Linked DNA regions of Hordeum vulgare: region 1 is linked to region 2. The links are chromatin contacts, called in public Hi-C maps. All regions are on one chromosome and are shown on one strand. The core of a region is the stretch at or near the end of the contact, and the rest is flanking DNA. Distances in the headings are between cores, read along the strand shown. Region 1 has its middle 150 kb from the start of LOC123404356. Region 2 has its middle 55 kb from the start of LOC123403431.

Region 1 (2,959 bases), core at 44-2,543, 280 kb after region 2:
CGCAATATACTCATGCAGGATCTAGTTTCGATGAGCACATCGCACGGGTTTCAACGGTGAAAACTGATTGTAATTCCGATGTTTGACATAAAATTTATTACTTTTTTTAGAAAAAGAAAACCCGGATAAAATGGGTTCACATATGTTCATGTAAGTAAAAGTCGCATGCCCACAAGTAGAATTTTTTCACAATGACTATCATTTAGTTGCACATTGACTCCTAAACAGTTACATCAAACAAGAATTAAGTTGCACAAAAAATAAAATTCATCCAAACATACCCCACGCGGGATCTTGTTTTGGAGAGCATGTCGCAAATGTTCCAACAATGTGTTCACACTTATTCACATATGTTTTTGCACTTATTTCTTTTTACATGTTACTCTTTCTCTCTAACATGAATTAGAATTCTCCTTATACTAGGATTAGGGAGACAGATGATTTCTTTTTTAAATTAGAGATCAAAAGTTTCCTATTTGAGCCGACCGCCCTGGAGCGCTATCTGCTCCCTAGACGTGTCCATAATTCTTTTGTGATGATATAAAGGAGTGTATTGATTACTTTTCAAATTGCCATCCATTTCATTTAATACTAATTACTGAATCTAAAATCAGTACAATTTGGATGACTATTCCTTTTCAGTGGAAATTAATTATTAAAAGTGGGGGACAACAAGATTTAAAGTTTGATGAACAGTACGCTGATCAGTATATTGCCTAAATATTCTCCTAGAAAAGAAGCCTTTTTTGTCACAGTCTCACCCACTCAAGAGAAGAAGAAAAAATAAGTTTTCTAGCCTCTTTTACCAGTCCCTTTACCATGCTGCTTTTCACTGTTTCTAATTCTAATCGGTGGTGGTATATCACTTTCATTGCTTCACCCATCTTTCACAAGGATTTCCAAAGAATAACAAAGTCACCTTACCCTGGCAGCACTTAATTAGAAGCACACACACGAAAAACACGAGCTGCTCTCTAAGTAGTAAAAGGTACATGCATATATTTCTCCTGATCTAGAGTATATAATCACAAAGTGCATGCAGAAGCCGAAGCCTAGCTAAAATTGCATCTGTTGAATTGTTGCTAGCGCATGACTGGATTATCCCATGGATAAACTAGTGTCCTCACCAGGAGTAGTTAATTGGCCAAGTCTAACAGGCACATGACATGACAGGAGCATTTCTCCATAGCGTGGCCCTGATTGATTGGACGCGGGAGCACCGTTGGCCCTGTGCAGCCCCCACTCACGTTTAGACAAAGCATAGCCATAGCCCAAAGATTCCGCCTCTCCTCGACGGCGACGTCGCATGCAGGAAAGATTACAGGTGCTAACCAAAGCCAGCGCCGTAATGGCGTGTCAATGTGCGCCATGCACCGGGTCGGTCGTGCTGCCGCTCTATTTGTGCTAATCTTTTCGCGCGGTCATCGCTTTGGAAGAGGAGAAATCTAGCCTGGGGATCGAGGCTGGCCGCACAGTCGAGCCGAAAGCATCCGCCGCGGTCGCGATCGGTCGCGTTCGTGTCGCGTGAAGAAAGGACGTGGAAAATTCATTTCTGACGGCGACGGGAAACGTAGCAGGGCGACGGCAAGCGAGGCATGCATCTGTGTGCCGGGCTATCAGAAATTCAGACGAACTAGCTAGCTATCGCAGTGATTTATGTGTGTGGAAATTGAAGCGGGGCTGGGCTGGGCTGGGCTGGGCTGAGACGGACGTCGACGGGTACGGTGGGTGATAAGCGATCTCTTGATTACGCGATGTTGTGCGTCGACCGACGAGGGAGGGCAGATGGAGGAGGGGGCAGGCAGATGAGATGATGAGACGAGGCGACCGGCGTGGCAAGGGAACAAAAACTTGCTTGCTCTCGCCTGCATCCTCCTCTCAAAGTCTCCCTGGGCTGCTGTCCGGGTCCCCGAGTCGTAGTCCCCAGCAGCAGTGCAGTTTTGGCGTGGTCTTCCCGTGGACGCAACCGTGCTACCGCCGCGGTTGCGCGACACCGCGCCGCGTTTGCCTGGGAGTAGCCACCGGTGCGTGGTGGTAGGTGCGGGCTCGCGATTGTACTGCTCCTACTCCTACATGCGTGGACAGCGAACCGGGGTGACGAGAACGAGCGGCACGCAGCGGCATATGGAGCGGAGGAACAGGAGCAGATGGTGGGGACTTGGATCGGAGCGTAGGGTGGGGGACGCGAGGCTGCGAGCGAGTGGGCCGGTAGGCACCGGTCGATCGGCGCTTTCCAGCAGGGGGTCCGGCCGATGCCGATCGATCCGCCACCACTCATCCCAGCCCCTGCTGCTGCTCCGGCCATGTTCCGTGTCCCCCCATCCGACGCCCGCACGTAGTAGTAGTACGTAGGGACCGTCTCCCCCCGCTCGCTGGCCGGATGGCTCGAGCAGCTGAGTCGTGTGATGTGTGATCTGACCCGTCCCTCCCATCTAAGTTTCGGGCTTCAGTGTGCACGGTGGTTTGTCTCCCGCAGCTTCACTCACTCTTCTACCTTCCCTCGACAAGCTGTTTCCCTTCTTTCCAGCGACTAAGGCCCGGTTCTTTTTTCTGTTTTCTATAAAATAAGTTGAAATAACCTACCTCCTACCCAACTTATTTTAAAAGCTCTATCAAATTTATTTATTTTAAAGACTATTAATTAAGACTTGATTAATAGACTTTAAAAAAATTGTTTGGGTTTAGAATAAACTGCGTAAACTGGCCTTAAGAGCATCTTCAGCACATGCGCTAAAGAAGCGTCACGCCGAAAAAATAGTCATTTTTGCACGCGCTACCGGTTCGGACGCTCCAGCGAAGACGGTAAAACCGTGCGTGCAGCATAACCAGTTCAGCGCACGGGAGAAAACGTCATCGCGCGCCGTTTATTTGGTGCGCCCGCTCCCGCGCGCGGCATACTCGAGGGCCCGCTCGCAACTCCACCTACCCAATCCAGCCGTGGCTCCGCCGCCGCCCGTGA
Region 2 (2,893 bases), core at 259-2,758:
TGTATCTAGCACTATAAAATAGAGGGAGTATGTAGTATCTATAAAACCGACGTGACTATGACTGTCCAATAGTACTAATAAGTGGGCTTTAGTTTAAATTGAATATTGTTTGGGCCATCATTAGAGCCCACTCTTTATGCGCCATCCTCCGCTGGATAATCTTTTCTTCGTCTTTTTTCTTCGGGCATCTACGTCGTAATCAGTAATCCTGCTTGCATATATGCATCAATATTCTTAATATTCTGTTCAAAGCAAAGCATGGCAAATAGCATTTTTCACATGATCTTTTCTGCCGGCGCCGTCCCCTTATTCCTCTTCTTAGCCAGAATCTAATTTAATTCGGATCGGAGGGAGTTTCACTTTTCCTTTGTTCTTCTCAAGAATCTCGAGAGTCGAGACAACATGATTTCCACTTACCCTGAAGAGGGCACACAGGGAGTGGCATGACTCATTCTAAACTCCCCCCTCTTGCCAAAAACAAGCCACCTTTCTTCCCATGAGCATATACATTAGACTAATTAGATTAGACTAATCGTTTTACAAATCCAAGCTAGGTGAAGGTCCAGTCATCCTAGGAGCCAAAACAATTACCTACCTTAATGAGAAGTACCACCTTTTCCCACCACTTTCTCACCCCCTGCTACTTTATTCAGTGACACCCAGTTCTAAACAACAGATGAATAAAACAACAACAAAGAAAAGGAAAAAGAAAACGACGTAGCAAGTAGGAGGAGCACCATGGGAGTCTACGAGCCTCACACGCCGCTCCACTTTTTATCCATCTATATCCCATGAGAAGAGTATTTATACGCTTGGCTTTGCTTTGCTTTGCTTTGGCAAGTCCCATCAGTGCCGTCGCCATTGCGCTCCCCCTCCTTTTGAGCAAGCTCACAGAGTCCACCTTGACTCTCCACTCAGGAGATTCACCTCACCACCACCATCACCACCACCACCACCACCATTGCGACGCAGTGCAGCGCAATGCAGCACAGTTGGGAGCACTTGCACACGCTTTGAGATGCAAAAGACGTCACTGTTGCTTCACAGCTAAGCAAGTAGTAGAAAAAAATTGATCATGCTCCTTCTTTTAAGCGAACAGGGGGAGGTCGAGGATAAGTTTGTTCCTCTGTTGCTTCTTCTTTCCCACTTAGTCTTGACTGATCGCTGTCAGCAAAGTATAAATAGTAGGAGGAATAAGATAACCCTGGTTTCTTTGGCTCTCGGTTGGGCCTCCCCTGTTCTGATGAAGTCAGTCCAGTGAGTCTCCCAAAGATTTGCACCAACGAAAGGTGACCAGTTCAATCACGCTTATCTTCCCATCCACCAACGTGTAAGGTTTCGGTGAGGTTCTACGTGGTATATATCAAGAGGCCCAAGTAGCAGCGCTGCTGGTGGTGTTCACATGCAGGCATACGGCTCTTCTTTTCCACGGCCGGCCACAGAGACATTTGGTGCTGCTCACCGATGAATGCAACAATATCCCGCGTCAGGATTCACCGTAAGCTAGCGTACGTACGTGTGGTCGCCGCACCGTGTACCTTCCGGAGAGCATGCATGTGCCCCTGTTTGTTGCTGCATGCAGACTCGGCTCGCGAATAATGGAATCATCATCGATCGATCGGCAGTGGCATCACTGGCATGGCAGCGGCAGCGGCAGCGGCCGGTGCTCTGACCACCCCTCGACATGGACTCGTCTTCTTTCCTCGCCGGTGCGTCGTGCACTAGGCTGGCGCCCCTTTTGCCCTCGCCCCGCTTTCGATCTCGAGTCAATTTTCGCGCGGTGCTCCGGCACGATCGCCCACTCCGTTTTGCCCGATCCTGCCTCCGATTTGCAGAGGGTTTCCTTTAACGGACAGTGAGCCACTCAAAGCAGCAAGTAGTCAAGCAGGATTACTGACGGCAACACGACGATGAGACTGATTGCGAATTAGATTTTAGTGAGCCGCTCGACGCAGAACTCGCCGACGGAGCATCTCGTCTGACCGCGGAGAAGAAAGAAAACAAGTGCCACCGGCGAGAGAGACCGTGCACGAGCGCAGGGAATCGTCAGCGAGCACGCTGCCTGCCAGCCAGCGCGCGCCTATCTCCATCTGCGCACGTTGACGCGTAGCGTAGCGTAGCGTGTAGTATATGTACAGCGTCGCGCGCGTCTAGCTTGCATTGGTTGGGCGTCAGCGAAATATCTACCTGCTCCAATCGATCCGGATTCCCTGTCGGCCTCGTGCATGTGTGCCCGCATCTACCCGGCCCCTCCATGCTCCATCGACCATGTGTATTTTAGGCACAGATGCAATGCCCCTGGGACAGCGAGCGCATGTGCAATTTGGAGAGCGGGGGACCGGGCCTGGGTCAATGGATCGGAGGTGCTCTCCGTCGCCACAGTGACAGTGGCACGGTGCCCGCCGCACCCGCACCAGGCACACGGAGAGGAAGAGCGCTCCATGGATGGTGACTTGTATTGGTTGACCCTAGCCTGCTGCATGCGCGCGGCCGGCCGGTCCTCCATGGCCGTGCTCCATCCAAGCTGCACCCTTCCGGCCAGATCAAGGGCCGCGGACGGCTGCATTCGCGCGGCTAGCGATAGTGGGCAGGTGAATCGTTGCAACATACATGCATGCATGCACCTGGTCGGGGTCAGAGACTCTTCCGGGAATCATGCTGCAGCGGCCGGAGCTGGGAGTGCATGCCTCTCGTGTACAATTTCGGTTCGGCGAACCTCTATCATGTCGGGGGAACTCTCATTGCACACCCGTAAACAGCGCGAGCGGCGGTGATTTGCAGCGCTGCTTGTTCACTTCATCGATTTTTGACAGGTCGCAGCATGCATGGATGTTTTGGACTTTTGGATTATACAGTAGAAAAAAAGTACATGCCCATATTTGCGTCTGTCCTC

The links. Hi-C and Micro-C count contacts between places; a contact is called where the count stands out from the background.
Region 1: a contact with region 2 is called in a Hi-C map of seedling, with 2.9 times the contacts expected there. The contact joins two enhancer-like sites. A contact is called at or near these places in 2 of 6 Hi-C or Micro-C datasets (leaf and seedling).

The regions. Positions count from the first base shown.
Region 1 is chr6H:489,142,733-489,145,691 of MorexV3_pseudomolecules_assembly, forward strand. No RefSeq gene overlaps it. Among protein-coding and RNA genes, the nearest start is that of LOC123404356, 150 kb to the right of the region's middle. Within about 2 kb of position 1,294, at least 3 of the 3 cell types and tissues checked have open chromatin away from gene starts, as enhancers often do. A contact at or near this core is called in leaf and seedling, where this site is marked.
Region 2 is chr6H:488,866,118-488,869,010 of MorexV3_pseudomolecules_assembly, forward strand. No RefSeq gene overlaps it. Among protein-coding and RNA genes, the nearest start is that of LOC123403431, 55 kb to the left of the region's middle. Within about 2 kb of position 1,509, at least 3 of the 3 cell types and tissues checked have open chromatin away from gene starts, as enhancers often do. A contact at or near this core is called in leaf and seedling, where this site is marked.